2 separate regions of the Pan troglodytes genome follow, and region 2 is linked to region 1. The links are chromatin contacts, called in public Hi-C maps. All regions are on one chromosome and are shown on one strand. Each heading gives the region's core, a stretch centred on a gene start, on an enhancer-like site or on the middle of the called end of the contact. The rest is flanking DNA. Distances are from core to core; before and after follow the strand shown.

What was found. A called contact is a pair of places that touch in the nucleus more often than the background predicts.
Region 2: a contact with region 1 is called in a Hi-C map of blood, with 2.5 times the contacts expected there. The contact joins the enhancer-like site here to the promoter of IL12B in region 1. A contact is called at or near these places in 2 of 7 Hi-C or Micro-C datasets (blood and stem cell-derived neural progenitor cells).

Annotation. Positions count from the first base shown.
Region 1 is chr4:157,020,993-157,026,502 of NHGRI_mPanTro3-v2.0_pri, reverse strand. IL12B (interleukin 12B) reads left to right here and starts at 1,813. Exons shown (of 8, transcript XM_527101.8): 1 at 1,813-2,768.
Region 2 is chr4:157,119,261-157,124,114 of NHGRI_mPanTro3-v2.0_pri, reverse strand. No RefSeq gene overlaps it. Among named protein-coding and RNA genes, the nearest start is that of IL12B, 97 kb to the right of the region's middle. Within about 2 kb of position 2,959, at least 1 of the 24 cell types and tissues checked has an H3K27ac peak or open chromatin away from gene starts, as enhancers often do.

The DNA.
Region 1 (5,510 bases), core at 564-3,063:
CCGAGAGTGGGCTGTGGCCCCCACATTAGAACAACCTGCCAATGACCACATTAGAACCTCCATTGTTAAAATGCAGGTTCCTGAGCCCCATCCCCGATCTGAATCACAATCTCCGAGCATCAGCCCCAAGAACCTGAATTTTGTTGTTACATGCAGATAAAGTACGAGAACCACTTCCTCCATGGGTGAACTGAACTTACCAAAATAGTCAGTCCCGAGGGGCAGAGATGGCGTAGGTGCCAGTTCTTCTTTCTCATCCTAGATGCTCAGAGTCAAATTCTTGGCTCAGCAATAGCCAAGTGATTTCATTGTGGGAAGACAATTCAGAGCCCTGTTCCAGGCTCCTCACATTGATTCCCTCTGTCTTCTTCCACTCCTCTTTGTCATCTTTGATGTCCCCTTGTGAGCTACGAAGACTTTCTGGGACACGACAGTATAAAAAAATAAATAAGTGCAAGCAGCCATTCATTAAACGTTTAGCCAGGATGCTGCTTTAACTGCATCCTATCATATCTCATTAATCTTCACACCAGTCCTGAGATCAGGTACTATTATTAACCCGATTTTACAGATGTGAGGAACTGAGGCTTAACGAAGGTAAGTAACTTGCAGGTGCGGGTATCCAGCTCTCTAACTCCAGAGCCCATGCTCTTAAAACCCTATTACTTGTCCCTGGTGGAGGTGAACACTGGGGGCCTTTTCATATAGGACTAGCCCTCGGGCTGCAATCTGAGCGGAAAAGGGAGGATGAGGGCATACTTCGAAGCTTCTTTTGCATAACTGGCGCTGGATTTTTACTGAGACTTTACGTTACAGTTTTTTTTTTTAATTTTCAAGGTGCTTTTATGAACACATGAATAAAATATTTGTGTCATTTTGAACCTTACTTGTCTTATTTTATGCATGTATTTATTTATGGGGGGGCACAAGGACTCATCTGTGGTGGTGCAGCCACTGTAAATAAATTAGTGAAACTACTTCACGTCAACTTCTGTTCAGTACACTTTAGTGATGGATCGGAGGAAATTAATACATGTTTACAAAAAGCCCCTCCCCCAGTTGTTACATATGCCTCAGAGATACCAGTTGTGAAAAGTGCAGGTGCACTTACACACATACGCACACACACCCCACAAATGGTATCATACGAAAAAACATACCTGCAATCTGCTTTGTCCACTTAATTGTATATCTTGGATACAGAACTTGTTTCACTGGAAGGCTAAAAGGCAAAGTCTGGGGAGGCCTAGAGGACACAGGGGATGGGAGGAGGCGCTCTGAGCTGGATGTAAGGTCTCCACCCACGGCCAGAGCACAAGGTCGGATAACCAGTGGGCCTGCCGGCTTGGCTGCCTGGGCCCTCCCCTGCCGAGACAAACGGCTGGAGGGAGGAAGTGTGCGGCTGGGAAGCTCCGTTGCTCTGGCCCGGGTTTCCCATTTCCCCCTTCCCGCGCTGAGACGGCGAGGAAAGTTAGCCCGGAAATCTGCGCCCGCCTAAAACCCGGCCTGGTCCCAGCCACCGCCCCAGGAACTTCCCCCGCCGCAAGGGCGGAGGTCGAGAGCAGGGATGGAGAAGTGGACCTGCTCGGGTGGACTCCGGGGCGCGGGTGGACTCCGGGGCGCGAGGGGACTCCGAGGCGCGGGTGGACTGTGGGGAGCGGGTACCGTCTCGCAGCGACCTCTGTCGGCGGCTCTGGGGATGGCCCGCATCTGTCTGCGTGTACCTGGTATACGTGCAGGGTACGTGCTCCTGTTCACGTGCAGACTGGGCGGGGGATGGGGGGGGGTCCACACCGGTGTACACATTTGCATACCTCTTAGCAACTTGAAATTCCACCACGAGAGATATCTTTATTCCGCTATTCCTGTGCATCTGCACGGAGCCCCTAGGGCCATAGATTTGTGTGCAAATGAAATGAGGATGTAGTCTGGGTGCCCAAGGAGGGGTGCCTTGAGTGTGGTTGTCTGTATGCCTCCCTGAGGGTATTTCACTTTCTGCTCCCATCCGCCCCTATGAGCGAGTACCTATGAGCACAGGATGTGCACATATTTGAGTCTTATTAGTGGTACACGCAGTTTTATCATCTCCCCAGGTCTGTGTATGAAATGTGCATGGGTGTGTGTGTGCACGCGTGTGTTCCCACTCGGGGAATGTGGGGAGAGGTGCATGGAGCCAAGATGGGTGGTAAATAGTATGTTTCTGAAATTAAAGGACTAATGTGGAGGAAGGCGCCCCAGATGTACTAAACCCTTTGCCCTTCATCTCATCCTCTCTGACTTGGGAAGAACCAGGATTTTGTTTTTAAGCCCTTGGGCATACAGTTGTTCCATCCCGACATGAACTCAGCCTCCCGTCTGACCGCCCCTTGGCCTTCCTTCTTCCTCGATCTGTGGAACCCAGGGAATCTGCCTAGTGCTGTCTCCAAGCACCTTGGCCATGATGTAAACCCAGAGAAATTAGCATCTCCATCTCCTTCCTTTTTCCCCACCCAAAAGTCATTTCCTCTTAGTTCATTACCTGGGATTTTGATGTCTATGTTCCCTCCTCGTTATTGATACACACACAGAGAGAGACAAACAAAAAAGGAACTTCTTGAAATTCCCCCAGAAGGTTTTGAGAGTTGTTTTCAATGTTGCAACAAGTCAGTTTCTAGTTTAAGTTTCCATCAGAAAGGAGTAGAGTATATAAGTTCCAGTACCAGCAACAGCAGCAGAAGAAACAACATCTGTTTCAGGGCCATTGGACTCTCCATCCTGCCCAGAGCAAGGTAAGCACTTCCCAAGCCCCTACCTCCCTCCCCTCCCTGTGGGCCTGCAGCTGTCCAGGTGTAGAAACCGTTAGTGTGCTACCCCAGCAGCTGGCAGGAGGGAGTTGGTGGATTCCTGGAAGCATCCCTGGTGAGTCACCTGCTGGAACATTAGTGAAAACTTAGTACTTTAGGGACTGATGTACAGTGTCCATTTTAAAAGCCACCTAATAATAACTGTATAGCAAGATCTGTGTGTATGCATAGTTTATGGAAATGTTTGTTTTATCTTATTTTGAAGTGGTGTGTATTGATGTATAAAAGTATATTCCTAAATGTTAATGCCGATCAGTTAAAGGATTGTATAGAGCTAAAGCGAGTGGTGCCTGCCTTCCTATTGAAATTTTTAAAAAGCCGTTCGTGCATTCCTTAAAGTAATTGAATTCATAATTATAATAATGTTACAAATCAGACTTGCTCCCATATTTGTGATGGTCTTGGTCATCAGTTGTGATATCAACCAAAATGATAGCTGTGATCCCCATTCTTGTGGATTAACTAACTTTGGCCCCAGTTAAAAAATGAAAAGCTATTATTGCTTCCTAAAGAGTTTTTAAATCTGTGAGAAGGGGGAAAAAAGGTTTTTTTACTTGCCCAGGTAAAATTGTGTGCAACAACAATGTCATTTTAACAAAGGGATTACTAAACCCCAGGTGATGACCCACTTTTTCAAACAAGGAATTGCAAGATACTAGATGGAATGTGGGTAACCTCTTAGAGTTTAGTTTACTGGAATCTGAAATTGTATGATTTCCGTACATTCCTTCATGCTACTAATAAGTCATGGAATCCCTCTGTGCTGGACTCTGGGGGTAAAGTGCAAAACAAGATAGACATGATCCATGGCATAAGAGAGTTCACTCAGTGTGGCAGAGAAGACAAACAGTAAAGAAGAGACTGTATTGTTGCCATTGTAGTAAATGCTGTGGAAGGAGGGGAGCAAATAGTGGGTCCTGACTTCATCTAGGCACCATGACACTTCACGTGAATTATGTCACTAACTCCTTACCACAGTAGCATGCCCATTTTATCGATCAGGAGTGTGGGGCTTAAAGGGGCCAAGTGACTCACCCAGAGTCACACAGTTCTAGAAGTCTGCCTGGCCCTCAAACTAGGGATCTTTGCATGTGCCACCCATGCCATCTGTGACTATATCTTTTTATTCTTTAATAATAACTCCCTTTTCTAATTAAAGGTAACAAACAAAACTTAAAAAAGAGATGCCCACCCAAGCGTCATTGGCATGCTGATGTTGGCACCAGTGTTGGGAAGCCCTTAGCATACCCCAGGAAGTAGGAGTGTGTAACGTGGGGTCCCTTTGTCCTTCATGCAAGGGTTTCAAGAGTTTAGAAAACCTATGAAATTGCACACACAAAAATGTATTTTAATCATCAAGACTCTCAGACTTACCATGCTGAGAAATGTGGGCTGAGGGATAGCGCTCCCTAGTATCAGCTGATGGGCCAGAGAGCCAAAGGAGGAGACCCACCACCATCACCTCTCCTGGACAGTGCTCTGTGGTTTCAAATGTAGGTGATACTAAAATGGGAGTTGTTTCTTAGAACCATGGCCGGGGTTCCCTTGACCCTGAAGTGCAGTTCACCTGAGATTGTCAAATGCATCTGAGGCATGCAGAGGAAGTGCTGGGCACACAGCTAGTGGGAATACCTCAGCGTAAGTGGCCAGGAGATGCCAGGAATCTCCACTATTTCCCTTCCAGTGTGCCAGCCTCTGGGTTTTACAGGCGCATGTAATTGCAGTACCTCTGTGCGCATTTCCCTACTGCCTAGACTATCCATGATATATAAAACACAGATACCGAATTGTTCCCTTACCTCTTCCTCTAGGTTCAAGTTAATATGTTATTGGTTGCCTTCTATAATATGTTATCTCATTGCCTTTCCCAACAAGCCTTTGAGATAAGTATTAGGTCCATTTTATAGACAAAGAGACTGAGGCTCAGCGAGTAACTTGGCCAACAAGTTGCTCCCACTGCTCAACAGCAAATGAGTGGTGGGACCAAAATTCAAGCCTGTGTCTGTTTAACTTCAAGCCTGTGAATGTAGTAACCGGTGCCCTGTGCCAGCTAGTACTTTGCTACAGTCATAACCTAGACTGAAGTGATAGCCATGCCCCTAAAACTCCATGCTGTGGTGACAGCACTGAGCAGTGTCCAAGAAGGCTTGACTTCTAGGCCTGTCTCTGCCACTCACAAACTTTATAAGGGAATAAAGCACATAGCAAGGTCCGCCTAGAGTTAGTAGCAGTTCTGACAAAGCTGTAATTTGTCAATATTCCGTCACCCAACCCAGGAATGCTCATTTTTAAGGTATTTGACTGAAACAGTTGAGCATTGCCCTTCATATAGTTTAAAACAGTGGTTTCAGAACCACTTTCCTCCAGACCATGGGTGCTCTGCAAGGTGAATGGAGTTGTTTCAGAATGTTTCAATAATCATCTCTACCTCATTCATAAGTGGCATGTAATTTTTGCAATCGGAAGATTTTCATAAACCCTGGATACTAACCTAGACTGGTTTCTATATCAGATGGTGGCTTATTTAACATAAAATTATGCATTTTACTATTTCATGGTGGATATATCAATATGTTGTGGTCTTTTCCCAATGAACACTTGATTTTCAGGGGTTCTGGACCCTGAACATGGGTTAAACCAGTGGTTCTCAAGGTGTGGTCTCAGCGT
Region 2 (4,854 bases), core at 1,710-4,209, 96 kb before region 1:
CCAGTAACCCTGCAATACCACTCTGGGTATATACCCGACAGAAATGTATTCGTTTTTCCCCAAAAAGGCTGTGCAAGAGTGTTCATAGCAGCTATGTTCATAACACCAAAATATGGAAACAACCCAAATGTCCATCAAAAGCAGAAAAGCTAAATAAATTCTGGTATAGTCACACAACAGAATACTACACAGCAATGAAAAAGGGTGGGCGGCTCCTACATGCTAGAACATGGATGAATCTCCCAGACATAATTTTGAACAAAAGAAGTTAGACACAATGAACGCATGCTCTATGATTCCATTTATATGAGTTCGAAAACAGATATGAAAATGGTGGTTCTCTTTGGTGACAGCACTGATGGGAAAGAACCAGAGAGAGCTTACTGGGACTTTGGAAAGATTCTTTATCTTGATCTGTGGTTACATGGGTGCATAAGTTTATACAAACTCATCAGGCTTTATTTTATTTCATGTATCTTTTGAGACAGGGCCTCACTCTGTCACCCAGGCTGGAGTGCAGTGACACAATCAAAGCTCACTGCAGCCTCAACCTCACAGGCTCAAGTGATCCACCCACCTCAGCCTCCTAAGTAGCTGAGACTACAGCCATGAGCCACCATGCCCAGCTAATTTTTGTATTTCTTGTAGAGATGGGTTTTTGCCATGTTGCCCAGACTGGTCTTGAACTCCTGAGCTCAAGCTATCCACCCACCTCAGCTTCCCAAAATGCTGGGATTCCAGGCATGCATCACCATGCCCAGCCTCATCACACGATTTGAAATTCGTGTGCTTTATTATATATAAGCTGTACCTCAACAACAACAAAAAGGGTAAAAAGAGAAATGGAACGACTTTGGTTGATGCAAACCAGAAGGTCTTGAAGACCCTTTTGCTCAGCCTCCATCCCACTGCCTCTATCGATTCATACCCTTGACGGACTCTAAGCTTCCATATGTACAGTTTAAAAGACCATCAGACTAGACCATGTCTAAGGAACTCCCAGCCCTGACAATCTGTGATTCACCTTTGGGATTCAGATTCAAATGCCTTTCCCTAGAAACCATCCGATATGGTTTGGATCTGTGTCCCCACCAAATCTCAGGCTGAATTATTGTCTCCAATGTTGAAGGTGGGGCCCCATGGGAGGTGACTGGATCATGGGAGCAGTTTCTCATGAATGGTTTAGCACCATCCCCTTGGTGCTATTCTCATGACAGTGAGTGAGCTTTCACAAGATCTGGTTGTTTAAAAGTGTGCAGCACCTCCTCCTCTCACTCTCTTTTGCTCCTGCTCCTGCCCCATGAAATACCTCACTCCCCCTTTGCCCTCTGCCATGATTGGAAGCTTCCAAAGGCCTCCCCAGAAGCAGAAGCTGCTTTGCTTCCTGTACAGCCTGCAGAACTGTGAGCCAATCAAACCTCTTTTCTTTATAAATAACCCAGTCTCAGGTGTGCTTTTATAGCAGTGCAAGAATGAACTAAGACATCATCATACAGGTGACAACTGTTTCAAATGTCCAAATCCCCACTCCATGGTTACCTTATCTCACCCCGTTCTTGTCACCTTCTTCCCCACCCTCCAATGCCCAAAGCCCACACACTACCCCAGGACCACAGCCTCCTACTCAACTCTCCTTAAGCATCCCCATCTACTCCCAAAGTCCCACAGGGCCCCTGCAAGCTTACCTCCTGGTGTAAGCACAGGCTCCAGAGTTCACCCACCTAGGTTCAGATCCTGGCTCCTCTACCTGTAGCTGGATGTGCTTTCTATTTGTATGTTGAGGTTGACTAATGGTACATATCGTTGAATTGTTAGGAAGATTAAGATAGTACCATGGAAAGCAATTCGCACAGTGTCTGATGCATCCTAAGTGCTCAAGAAGTGTTAGCTAGTGTTCTGATCATTGTTAACTGTCCCCCTCCTGTTCTATTATCACACACTTATGGATCAAAGAGAGACAACAGCTTTTTAAAAATTAACAATAGGCCAGGCACGGTGGCTTACACTTGTAATCCCAGGACTTTAGGAGGCTGAGGTGGGAGGATCACTTCTTGAGCCCAGGAGTTTGAGACTAGCCTGGGCAACATAGTGAAACTCCATCTCAATTAAAAAAAAAAAAATTAGCCAGGCATGGTGGCATGCACCTGTTGTCCCAGCTACTTGGGAGGCTGAGGTAGGATAATGGCTCGAGCCCAGGAGGTTGAGGCTGCAGTGAGCCAAGGCCGTGTCACTGCACTCCAGCCTGGGCGACAGAGAGAGAGTCCCCGTCTCAAAATAATAATAATAACAATAACAATAATCTAGTAGAGTGTTTACCACAGCTGTGCTGGACATCCTCCTCACAGCTTTTTTTGAGTAGACTTTGCATTGTGTGCCCAAAGTCACATAAATGATCAAGGCTGGAGTCAAAATTTAAATTCAAGCCCTACTGACTCCAAAGCTCATAGTCTGAGCCTCCATGCTATTTGCTTAAGAAACTGTGTAATGCAGTTGATGGAGAGGGTACTTAATCTAGAGGAGTGAGCATCTGCTGGGGCCACTGGTGTGATCGAAAGAATTTAGAATCAGACAGATCTAGGTCCAAATCCTGGGCTGTGTGCTTCACCAGCTGCGCGGACTTACACTCATTGCCTTAACTGCTCCAAGCCTCAGTTAGCTCACCTGTAAATTGAGACGCCATTGTGGAAGGCATTAAATGAACTTCATAATGTAGCCAAAACTTTATAAAAGCTAATCCTGGGGATTTCCAGCATCAGGTGATGCAGATGGAGAGTGATTTGAGGAAGGGAGTATATACTTCATCCATGCTTCACCCAGATCTCCCTCCAGTTCAAAACAGAACCCTTCACCCAAGGACAGCCCCTCCTAAGACTGGGGACTTTTTTAAACAATAAAATGATGCCTAAGTTGCAAATGTTAACTTTGTGGTCTGGTCTCTCTTCCTCTGTTGTCAGTTTTAAAACAGTTGCTAAAAACTAACATCCCCTCTCACCATATCTTCCCCTTCTTGTTTGCAAGACAGAGCCTATTAGAGATTTCAAGGCAGTTTTGCTTTCAAATGGCCCATCTTTCTGGTTCCCTCTTCTTTCTCAGCCTGAGCTCAGCATGACTTTTCCTCCCTACCTCGTTCTGCTCTACACACACGGCTATGCCATACATGAGGGCAATTTGGGTGACACCCTAGACTCTCTGATTTTACAACTCCCAGTTTGCAGCAAGAAGCAGGTAGTGAAGTGGATTCTCAAAGGGAATCAGAAGGGGAAAATAATTTGGCCATCAATATGAGTAAAAAACCCCAGACACTCATATACACCCCATCTAAACATAATCCTTCGCCACCCCCAAGAGGTAAGTGAGGCAGTCGTGTTCTCTTGCTCACTTCCACATAACTTGCTACAAAGTCTTTCGGCAACACTCCCTTTGTCGCCTTTAATGTGTTGCTTTAATGACCCACATAATGAGATTGCACCTCTCCAGGCCTGAATAAATGTCATCCCGTGAAGTGGGCATCTTCAAGGAGCTGGGAAAAGTACAGCCTTCCTGGAAGGGCATTTTTGCTAAGAATTAAGTCTTTAAAAAAGGCTGATACCCAATAACTACAATTGTACCTAGTTTATCAAGGAGTCTCAGCTTACCACTGTTTCAAACACAGAATTGCCACCAACTGTGTGTTCTCAAATCCTCTTTAATGGTGCTTGACATCATCTTAGTGCAATTCCATTTATTTCCAGTTATTAAGGGTTATTCGGTGACATTTTTGTTTCTGTAGGACTCAGTCCCATGCATTTCAAAACTTGAAACTTGTTTTCACGTAATGACTCTCTTTTCCTCACCACGCCCAAACACATACACAAACCTAGACTTGAGTTTCTAAGCTACTTAAAGGTTGTAGGGGAAAGAGAATGGTCTCTTCTCACCATGCCATCTCCTATGCACATGCCCTCTGATGTTGGGGCAGGATGGAAAGAGGGAAGGACAGAGATGTTTCCTCATTTAGCTGCTTATGATGAGGATCTGATCCTTTTTATTTCAGTGGTCACTGGTTCCCGGATAATGCAGACTGAGCTTTGACTCCTGCTGTGTGGCTCCTTCATGGGGCTCATCCATTGGGTTCTTTGGAGAATGTTGTAGGGCCATCCCCTGCATATTCACCTACATGGGTGGCCTGGCTAGGGCTCCAGCTGCTTCCTTTCCTTTTCCTCCCCAACCACAGTCTTCCCCACACTTTCCTTCTACCAGGGGCATCTCATCCAGTGGGAAACCCACTTGGGGAATAATGGCAGAACAGCTCAAGTCCCACTTCCTAAGGTGTTCCCTCGACCCAGGAGAAATGTATGTGTCCTTGACACACCTGAGAAGCCACAGACCCCTATATCCATGTCCTAAGCAGCCTCAGGTGCTCCTGCTGGTCCAAGACTCAAAAACCATCAAAGGAAAGATAACAGACCCCAAATTAATGGAGTCAACACTGCAGGAATAGGAATCCCACCTGTCAAATAATTCTCTTTGGGCCTCTCTCTCTTGGTTTTAGGGAAGGAAAATACCCATACCTCCTTCTTCTCTCTTATGGGGAAGTGATGAGAAAAGTCCTATACTAAGGAATTAGTAAATGAATAAGTTCTATGGATGTATTCACAGAGTTGATGGATTATTTTAATGGTATGATATGTTAAATGAAAAGAGCAGTGTAGCAGATTGCATTTTCCAACATGGCAGAAACATCACCACTCGTCTCACAGGCTTTCACTACAATGTGACCTTGACGATCCTCCTATCAAATGATGGGGTCTTTGCCACGTCCCCTTGAAGCTGGGCAGATCTCAGTGTCTGCCTTGACCAAGAATAGTGCAGAAC